Linked DNA regions of Mus musculus: region 2 is linked to region 1. A link is a contact called in public Micro-C data. All regions are on one chromosome and are shown on one strand. The core of a region is the stretch at or near the end of the contact, and the rest is flanking DNA. Distances in the headings are between cores, read along the strand shown.

Region 1 (5,473 bases), core at 2,030-4,529:
GCCCCTTAAACAGTACCTTATTTAGAATGCTAATACTACAGACACAAACAGGGCCTGCCTGTCATTTAAAAATTCCCTCTATTCAGGAGCTTTTGTTTTGAGAGAAAAGGATGCTGAAAAACAGGAATGGGCACTTTGAGGACTGAAGTGGTTTATTTTTAAAGCTCCATGCTAGTTGTTCACTGGATGGAGTTTGATGGTACGGTTTGTAAATTGCTTACTTATCTGAGAAAAAAAATATTGTGAGATGTTTATTTCTTTTACAAAACAATGAAGGTTTCTCAAGGGGCGTGTTCTACTACCAAGTCCCAGGGTTCCCCTAAAGGCTCTCTTTCTACCTGACAGGCACCCAGGGGGTGATGGCTCTGTAGAGGGTAGGAAGGCCATCTCACTGGGTAGCTGGGGTGAAATGCTGTTTAGAATGTTGGATGTAGTTCTATTGTCAATTAGGGAATAATCCATGAGAGCTTACACACTTTAGAAAAGCAGATCATGGTTGAACTATTGCCTGGTTGAGTTGGACACAGAATATCCAGTAATGTTAAGCAGGTCATTTTTCCTGACCTTAGCCTGTGTTCATTTTTTTTTTTTTTTAATTTAAGAGATGCCCTTTCAACATCAAGGAAATAATAACCTAGTAGAGAATTAAGAGAAAGACCTTCACCACTGTAAAGATTAATTTCAATTGTGGAGAACACCCAATGAATCCCAAACATGGGACAATTGCCAAGACAGTGGTATAAAGAGGAAGGAAAAGGAAGAACAGTAGTGTGCACCCAGCCAATTGGCCTCCACACTCAGAGCCCACAGATGCCAAGGGCAAGACCAACAGCTAAATCCAATCAAAGGACCTATCAAGATCTCATTTGTGACTACTCTCCTATCTCTCTCTCTCCTTTCTAGTGTTACAGCCACTCTTTAGATCATTTTTCCTTCCTATGCTAAGCACTGCACAATGATTTTCTCTGCTATCAGATTAGTCTCAGCTGTACATTTCCATTGTGTTGGTACCTTGTGTGATATTTCTCATGGCATCCCCATGCTCACGGAGTAAGTTCTTCACACTATATTCTGCCCACAACACTACTTTGAAGACTATGTTTTAATCCTGGTGTTGTCTGGTAATAGATGTACTTTGTGTGAGTAATGTTAAGTATTCCCTGCCAATTCTTTTCATTGAAAGCCTTAGAAGTTGGATGAAGCGTCACCAGCCTTATTACCATATTGACACAGGTTCTGCCATTCATTTTCTCCAAGGATGATCCTATATGCTTTATAGGTATGGGTTTTTGGTATATATTCTTGTTCTAACAAAATATACAGGGCCACCCATCACATGTGCTGGACCCCAAAACAAGAAATAGCAGGTTTCAGACAGGCAATGCCAACAGTAAGTACATTTTTGGATGCTTGGCACTGTTTTCCAGCAACATCTAGGATTGCTTCCACATTTCAGATGGGGTCATCAAGGAGGCAGAAGTGACTGAGATCCAAGGTGGTTTTTGCAAAGTCTCGGAGAAAAGGAGACGGCTGGGGATAGCAAGCCAGAGCAATGGTGGGGAGCTGTTGTGATTCCGCTCCTTAGCTCCATCCAATTTGCAGTGGTGAGCAAGCAAACTCGGCTGCACCAATGTGGGCAGTCAGATAATGGGCCCCTATGGATGCTCTAAGTACCTGAAGTTCTGAGCTAAGAGGAAGGTGATGGTAAATAACGGGAAAGGAAGTGGCATTGGGACAAGGGTGAGGACAAAGGAAGAGGAAGTTTATTCAGTCCGGCATGTCTTTCATGTTCAAGAAACGTATTTTCATCTAGGTGTGTTTTTATTTTGTTTTTGTGTTGTTGTTTTGTTTGTTTTTCGGCTGCCCTGAAACTAGCTCTGTAGATCAGGCTGGCCTCCAACCCACAGAAATACACCTGCCTCTGCCTCCCAAGTGCTGTGGTAAAAAGGCATGCACCACCACTGCCCTGCTTGTTTTGAGGCTTTATATTCTATGCCATCCCACAGCATCCGCAGGTTGTATTTGGGACCATATGTTACCTTCTCATTTTGACCCAATTTAACATTAACATACAAAGAAGAAATCCTTTGGGATATCTGTCTTCTTCCAGGTCCCCAGACATAAGGCCGGGGCTCTTTGCTAGGGTTATTAGAGCCCCCAGGGACTGTAGAAATGATGTGGGTTCACGCACAGGTCAAAATTGAGAACTAGCTCTGTGACTGCTGCATGTTCATTAAACTTGGGAGAAGGAACTTGAAGAGGTTTAAGGTCATCTTCAGGGTGTGAGGCAAGCCGGGGTTACATAAGACCATGTCTCAAATAGAAAAGTTTAATTGTGTTTGCATCATTTCCTGTTAAAACTGTTAATTGTGTTTGCGTCATTTCCTGTTACAACTGTTAATTGTGTTTGTGTCACTTCCTGTTACAACTGTTAATTGTGTTTTCGTCATTTCCTGTTACAACTGTTTCTTAGAAGGCAGTGCCATCTCTCTAATGAATTTGCTGGCCTAAGCTTCACCAGGTTCCAAATTCATATCGCTGATGCTTACACGGCTTGATTTCACAGCCAGCCACAGTGCTGTGGTCCCCATATCCCAAAGGGATGAGGAAAAGGAATCAGAACTAACTCAAAGTTCAGAGGAGAGGAGAGACCTTTCTCTTAAGGGGCAGAAAAATCAGGATTTCAGGCTTACATTTCCTGTGGCACATATTCTTGTTTTGGTTTTAAGAATACTTTACAAAAATGAAATAAGCCTCTTAGCTTAAAGAAGCTGCATAAAGCAGGCTGTGGAGCATATTTGGCCTATGGATTAGGGTCTATCAGTCTCTGGTCTAAATGCTGAAAAACTGGGAGATGTGGAAATTGCATGAAATACAAATCCTAAAAGTATAGATCTGGTTTTCTTGGACCATGGCCATGTTTGTTTCTGCACCATCCCCAGCTGCCTGAGCACTGTCAGGAAAAGTGGGAGAGTTATGCCACCATTGTGACTCTGGTCCAGTTCCAAAATGGAGGGAACAATTTTAAGTGTCTAGACCCTCTTGGGAATTTAGCATTCATTGTCTGTCAAACAGAGGAAGATGAAGCAACTACCATCACTGGCCAATCGGAATACCCAGGTGAAATGATCTAGAAGAACTGCTCCTACCACTACCCCACCCTCATACAGTAAATGCTTATTCCCACGAGAGAGGCTCAGGCAGCATAAGGTCACAATGACATTCGAGAGTCTCTTAGAACCTTGGCACATTCTACCGCAAACACTTAAAGTGCAGCTGAAAGCTCAGTAGGTCATATGCCTTTCTTCCTATTGGCTTTTGCAATCAGTGAGATTTGGGTTAAGTGCTGGAGTAATCCTGCAAGCCAAGCATTAAGCTCAAGCTCAGTGGATGTGCAGTTGACTCTCAATCAGAATATGAACTTGGAACTGAGACAGATATACTTGAACTTAAGTCTCCAATTTCTATCATACCATAAGACATGTCACATACTGCAATTCATGAGGTTGAAGCCACTGCCACCATATTACTCACTGGCAATCTTGCTGGGATTCAAGAATTTTATTGTTGTTGTTTTCTGATATTTAAGGCAAGGGATTTGCTGTTGCAGTTGTAGTTAACAATAAGGTCTCGTCTATATTCAAATATATGTACTTACCATTTGACAAAAGCCAGGTATAATATTCTGTTTTAATTATTTTGTGTGTGACCTCAAATCGTGTTGATTCACAATCTATAAATTAAGTTTAGGAACAAGCTAGGAGGAGGACTACATGTCTGTAATCCCAGCACTTGGGAGGTAGAAGCAAGAAGATCAAGGTGTTCAAGGCATCCCTTGACTTCATAGGTAGTTTCAGGTCAGCCAGGGCTACATAAGACTGTCTCAATTAATAGTAGCAACAACAAGCTAACAAACAAATAAATAAAACAGCCTACTAGCCTGGGAAGCAAGCTCAACAGCATCACTACTGAATTCAGTGAGTATCAGACAATTTAGTGTGAGGAGGACCCGTAATTAAACCTGCTTCTCTTTCTGCCATCCTTTTCTATCTTAAGTGTTTATGGTTTGGTTTTGTATAAAATAAAATTTGGGTTGTAATACTATTAATTTCCACACTAACCAAAACTCCAGGAATGAGGGATACTAATTAGCAATAAAGAGTGTTGTGCTTCCAGCAGGAGCCTAGCATGACAGCCATCTGAGAGGCCCGACCCAGCAGCTGACTGAGACAAATGCAGATACCCACAAGCAGCAAACATTGGACAGAGGTCCCGGACCACTATAGAAGAGTTAGGGAATAAGGCCCTCAAGGTGATAGCAACCCTACAGGAAGACCAAAAGTGTCAAAACCTGGACTCCTGGGAGCTCCTAAAGACCAAGCCACCAACCAAAGAGCATACATGGGCTGGTCCAACCCCCTCTCCCCACATATACATAGCAGAGTCTGCCTTGTCTGGCCTCAGTGAGAAAGGCTACAGCTAATCCTGTGGAGACCTGATGCAGCAGGGTGGGCATAATAACTAGGAGGGGGCAAAGGGGCAAAGGGCATGGGGGATGAAGGAAGGAACTCTGACAGGGGGACATGGAGGGAAGGAAGCATTTGGGATGTGAATTAATTAATTGATTGATTAAAAACGACATTTAATAAAAGGAAAAACACTGTTTCTTATAAGCATGAAAAGAAAAAGAGTAAGTATTGAGGGATCAAAGAACTTGGCTAAAGATACAACATTTTCTTATGAGCAAGGACTCACTCTGAGTCATCCATGTAAGGGGAAGTGAATACTGTTAAGTTTGGTGTTTATAATTCAATATTGAAAATTGGATTATATTGTCTGTTTTAAGGAGAACAATCTATTGGGGGGAAGGGACCTAAATTTTTAGTAAAACTTAGGAATTTTGATTTAGCTTGGAAACAGTTTTAAAAAATGCAGTAAACAAAAGTGACTAGAATACAGATTTCTAGAACCAACCTAAGGACAGACTCTACATTCCTGCTAACAAGTGCTATTTCTTTCTTCTGCCTTGGTAGGTTGTACAGAGCACCCCCTTTTTGTCCTTACCACCTTTGTTACAAAACAGCACTTCCATATAACACCCAGCATGCCTTCTTCCCACAGCTAGGATTACACAGAAGGTGGGACATTCTCGAACCTCTGGAGGGAGGTATATATTGCTATAACATGCCCTAATTTTGCATTCTATCTACCAGATCCCGTATCCCCTTACTAAATGGCTCACTCATTTAGTTGCCTAAGCTACTGTGACTAAGCTCCTTCTCAGGTATCTGGTTCCCATAGAGACAAAACAGCCACCACTTTGTCCAGCATTCATTTCTTTCTATGCATTTAGAGGAAGGCGGAGCCACATACCTCCCCAACAATGGCCAAGAACATAAGTAAATCTGCACTCCAAAGGGGCAGATTGCCACTAAGCTACTTTTAGACTGTGGGGAACAAAAGGGATGCAAGC
Region 2 (4,711 bases), core at 1,673-4,172, 87 kb after region 1:
ATTTGTCTCCCTCATTTTGTTAAAGCTCACATAGTACTTCGTCAATCCATTGAACAGCCACATTAAATCTGCTAATACCGTGCTCTTCAACCCCAGAAATTATTTCCAGAAGGCAAACGTGCTTTGAGAGATCATCAAACAAGACTTAAGGTACACATTTTATCACACTTTCCCTACCACAGAGCTCAGGATACAGAGCAAAACTCATGACTTTTGCCCTGTTTATTATACTTTGCTAAATCACCAATCAAAAGCATCTGACAGCAGATCATGTATGAAGCCAAAAGTTAATAATGTTCTGTGCGAAGTAAACTGCAATGGAAAGAGATTCTAACTCTCAGCCGCACGGAGCCAATGAAATGAGGGACTGTCTAAATTATGGGGTTCCATAGGCTTTTTTGCTTGCTAGAAGCAATCTTTATAAAATGACTAGAATTTAAAACTTTTTTCAAACTGAAAATAAATTTTCAAAGTGAAAGTAGTGAACATACATCTAAGTAGGGCTGGCAGGCAAGCTGCTTTTTTGCCCAACACAGATCAACCTGTGGGCTCCCCAATTTGAAAGACAATGGTTATTTTCTAATCAGAATGTATTGGGGGGGGGCAAAGAATGCTCCTTACGCAGGATATACATTTCTCCTCTGTCTGCATTTCCAGGTCTCTGTTGTAATATAAATCTCAAGTCTTAAAAATAAAACCTCACCCTAAAGTGAGAAAGAACTTCTACGGGGAGGTAAATGTTTGTCACATATTAACACTGCATTTTCTTATCAAAGCTTCCATAAACTAAATGCTCAAATGCTAGTGATATTATCTTAATGTAATATTCTATACAGCTTTTTTAATTATCTCCTTTAAAGAAACCGAGAAAACATAATTCTTCTGAAACCAAAAACGAACAAGTGTTTGGAACACATCATTCCTGTCTTCAGCTTTAAAAAGGAAAGGACTGTTTTCAAAATCAGCATTTATTGACAATGTTGACTGAAATACTTTTGGTTATATGATAAAAAGATTCTGTTCCTGCTGCAAGGACCTCTTTTTTTCCCATTGTATTCTTAGGAAATACATTTTCACACTCCAGTGGAAATTTTCTTTTTCAAAAAATCATTTATCATGCCTGTGAAACTCACAGAGCAGCTGACTTTATTTGGCACTTAAAAGTTGAACTGAACGGTGGCTCAATTAGACTTCTATGTCTGTCACCACAAAGAGTTTTCAAAGGCTGAAAATCCACAGCTGCTTGCTTACTTACTAAACACTTTGGGCCTTAGGAGAACTCAAGCATCGAGAAAGTCAAATATTAAATGTTTGATCATATGAAGGCATGACTATTCCTGTGTGCATGTCCCCAAACTCTAAACAGAGCGGGGGAAAGACTCTCACAAGCATAAAATAAAACCTTCTCTGAAAGACATTAGAAAGACAACTTCAAACCTATACAGCTACACACCATGATTCCCAGCTAACAAGTTTCTATACCCCTGGCCATCTTAAGAAATGAAACTTAAAAACACTTGTCTAAACTCAATGACAGTTCATAATGTATTGAATTATTGCAAACGTTATGCTTAAATGTCTTCAAAATTCCTCCCAAGAGTGTAAGCCTATGAGTTGTTAGCAATTCAAATACTGATTTTGAAGGGCCGTGCTTTACACGAATATTCAAAAGTTTCAAAATCTGGAGTTTAGCTTCCAAGTGCATTCAAATCACAAAAAGGGCCAGAGAGGGACAAATACTTTAAGGGACCAAAGGCTTATTGTATCGAATACTGAAGATGAGCCTGCTTAGTAAAGTCTTTGATAAATTTGCTTTGGAACAAAAAGGTGTCCTTCTTGAAAACATAGTTATCAGCTCGTTGTTCATCTGCTGAGTTTTCCGTTGTAAACCTTTCCTCATTTATCAACCTAGCCGTAGAAAAAGTGATCTGTGTAATAAATACCACTAAGTATACCTTTCGTACCTATACATCTATGTATGGATATAACCCTGTTCAATACCACTCAATATTCTGGGGCTAGTGCAGCAATTAAGAAAAGATATGAAATAATTCCCCCGTCTGAGAATATTACCTAGTGTTCTACTTATCTATAAAAATCAGAACAAAAGTAGTTAATTTGCAATGATCCTTTAATGATCCTAATGGCTCCGATCATTTGGAGGGTAAAGATTACAATTTTACGACGGAACCCAGCGGCTTCTAAAGTCCCAGAAACAGTGTTATTGTTTTCCCCAAGCCACAGTGCTTTTTTTCTTTGAAAACAAACCAAAACCCTAATAAAGGCTCTCCAGTTATCTCGGGCTTTGCCCACCAGACAGTAAGTAGTACTTGGTCATTACAGTTTTTCAAACACCAGCTTGTACTTACAGCGCTCACATCTGCTGCCTCCACCGGTTTAGTGTGCTCCTTGGAGTTTTCTGTGTTAGCAGACCTCCATTCCTGACATAGTTTGGCTGCTGTGCAGGAACACGGGGACCCGGGAGCTCTCAGAGGCGCTGTGACGCGGCTGGCAGCGGAGCGCAGAGGCCGGGGATTGCCCGGCTCCCGGGGACTGCGCCCGGGCGCTGCTGCAGGCTCGGGCTGTGGAGCGACTGAGCGCGATCGCCTTCCCCAGGAAGGACCCCGCCACCGCGCACCGCCACAGGAAGGCTTCCAGTCGGAAGTGGCCCTGCACACTCGCTACCTCGCCGCAAGCTCGGAGCCATCAGCTCGCCGCGGTCTGTTTGGGAACGGCTTTGCGCCCCAGCGAACGGCAGCGGCAGATAGCATCTGAGACGCCTAGACAAAGAAACAGCAAAATCTCATCCCCCGATTTGTTTGCGCAGCCTTGTAGGTCTGCCCACGAAGCCTCGGGGCTTTTTGTTTTGTTTTGTTTTTGCAACGCAAACCACAGCTAGTCTCTTGTCCTAACCTTATTGGTTTAAATGCAACAATTGAGAGGAGCAGAGCTTGGTCTGACTCAACCTCGCTGCTTTAAAAAAAAATTTATTATGTAAATGACGCGCCCCATGATATCTGAATAAACAGCTGTGGGGGAAGAACTTGTGGGAACCTCTGTCAACACACACACATCCTCCCGCGCCAGTAGCTCCCAATTAAGATCTTTGGGGAGTAGTTGCATGTTATCTTTTACACTTTTTCAATACTTTTTTTAAAATTTTTTTTGAGGACCTGAAACTTAGGAGAACGGATACTTTTAACACTTTTTCCTAAAGTACCTACCTACTTACAGGTCTGGAGAAGATTTAAAAAAAAAAAGCTGTTTCTATGAAGTAGAGGGAGAATGGGCAAACGTGTTAGCTATTAGCAGCTTAACAATGAAAGCCTGGCGGAGGATTCTGCAAGGGTTGCTAGGAGGCCAAAGGCTTCAGTTCTTTGGCTAGGACCCAGATAATATTTCACCATTAACATTTTTAAATGGGTCTTGAGAAGAGATTCGTTTAGTCTGGAACTTGCTTTGCAACTTATCCTTTTAAAAACTCACAACCTTAATTCAGAATCTATGAGTTAGGCGTTCGTTCGGTGACACCTAGGAGCTGAGCTTCAGTTAACAAACTATGTTTTATCCAAGTCAAGGGTTTAGCCATTATGATAATTTGTAATCTTGAAAGAAGGCGTCTCCTTATATGGGTTAATATTTTGTCGGTCCTATATCACAGTTTAAATGCAAATGCAAACTAACACTCACTCTGAAATTAAGTCTGGATATGCATTTTAAGAAGGTATTTTTATCATCACCAATATTTCTATTCTATGTGCTCTTTTTATTAAAAAAAAAGTCTCCTTATTTTAATTTCTCACCTTGGTATGAACATGTTTTTACATCACAGTAACTTCACATCAACTAATAGAGGAGATAGATGGGTCCTACCTTAACTCTGCCAATTAGGAAACGAAAGCACCTTCAGATGATGCAAACAAAACCCAACTAAATGGTTCTAAGGACCAAAATTCCAAACAGGAGTTCTCCCTTCCCCTCCTAGAAAGGATGCCAGTCTAAATTCCTTGCAAAGGAGCACTTTGTCAAACCTAAGAGGCAGCTGGGACTTCAAACTCACCTAGGATTTCATCTTGTTCAGCACCAGCAAGGAACCATGAGCTAGGTATCTACCATATTTGGGAAGCCAGGTCAAAAAAACAGTTGATTGCTATTGGATCATATATGCAGCTGACATAGTTACGTTACCTCCTACAGCACTCTCTCAGACCAGAAGGATCAGTTATTCAACATACCAAAGTGCATGTGCAGAAAAAACAAAGTCTATTATGGAGTTTTCTGTTGCAGTCAGGTAAAATCTAATGCTACATTAGTTCTATTTACAATACCAAGCACCCAGACAGTAACTTCTTTTGCACTTAGATTTGTTACTAAATTACCCAAGACATAACATTTGACCTCTGGCTTAAACTTTACCTTCAGCTATTGCATTCATGCTTCCTATAGGTTAAAATTATTTTGGACATGTATTGCTCAAATGTCATTCATGCAGTTCATAAAAGATTATAATATTGGAGAACCCAGAATGTGCACACTCTGTGAAGTCAAAGCGGCAGAAATACCATGTCAGTTTTACATACAAGTTACTTGTCTATGTTACAGTCAAATTTATCGTATTACATGTACTTTTGTAATGAAATTCAATAATTTTTATTTAAATAACCAAGCAAAATGCCTTCAAAGAAATGACTCGTGTAATTATGAATAAAAT

The links. Hi-C and Micro-C count contacts between places; a contact is called where the count stands out from the background.
Region 2: a Micro-C map of brown adipocytes shows a contact between it and region 1, with 2.2 times the contacts expected there. The contact joins the promoter of Eya1 here to the enhancer-like site in region 1. A contact is called at or near these places in 3 of 484 Hi-C or Micro-C datasets (brown adipocytes, embryonic stem cells and granulocyte-monocyte progenitors), 3 of 115 datasets of contacts at active chromatin or transcription factors (embryonic stem cells and neural progenitor cells) and 3 of 9 other capture datasets (adipose tissue, liver and pancreatic islet).

What each region holds. Positions count from the first base shown.
Region 1 is chr1:14,220,287-14,225,759 of GRCm38.p6, forward strand. The region is part of intron 11 of Eya1 (EYA transcriptional coactivator and phosphatase 1); the gene reads right to left. Among named protein-coding and RNA genes, the nearest start is that of Eya1, 87 kb to the right of the region's middle. Within about 2 kb of position 3,280, at least 21 of the 459 cell types and tissues checked have an H3K27ac peak or open chromatin away from gene starts, as enhancers often do. A contact at or near this core is called in brown adipocytes and granulocyte-monocyte progenitors, where this site is marked.
Region 2 is chr1:14,307,277-14,311,987 of GRCm38.p6, forward strand. It overlaps Eya1 (EYA transcriptional coactivator and phosphatase 1), which reads right to left and starts at 2,923. Exons shown (of 18, transcript NM_001310459.1): 1 at 2,370-2,923.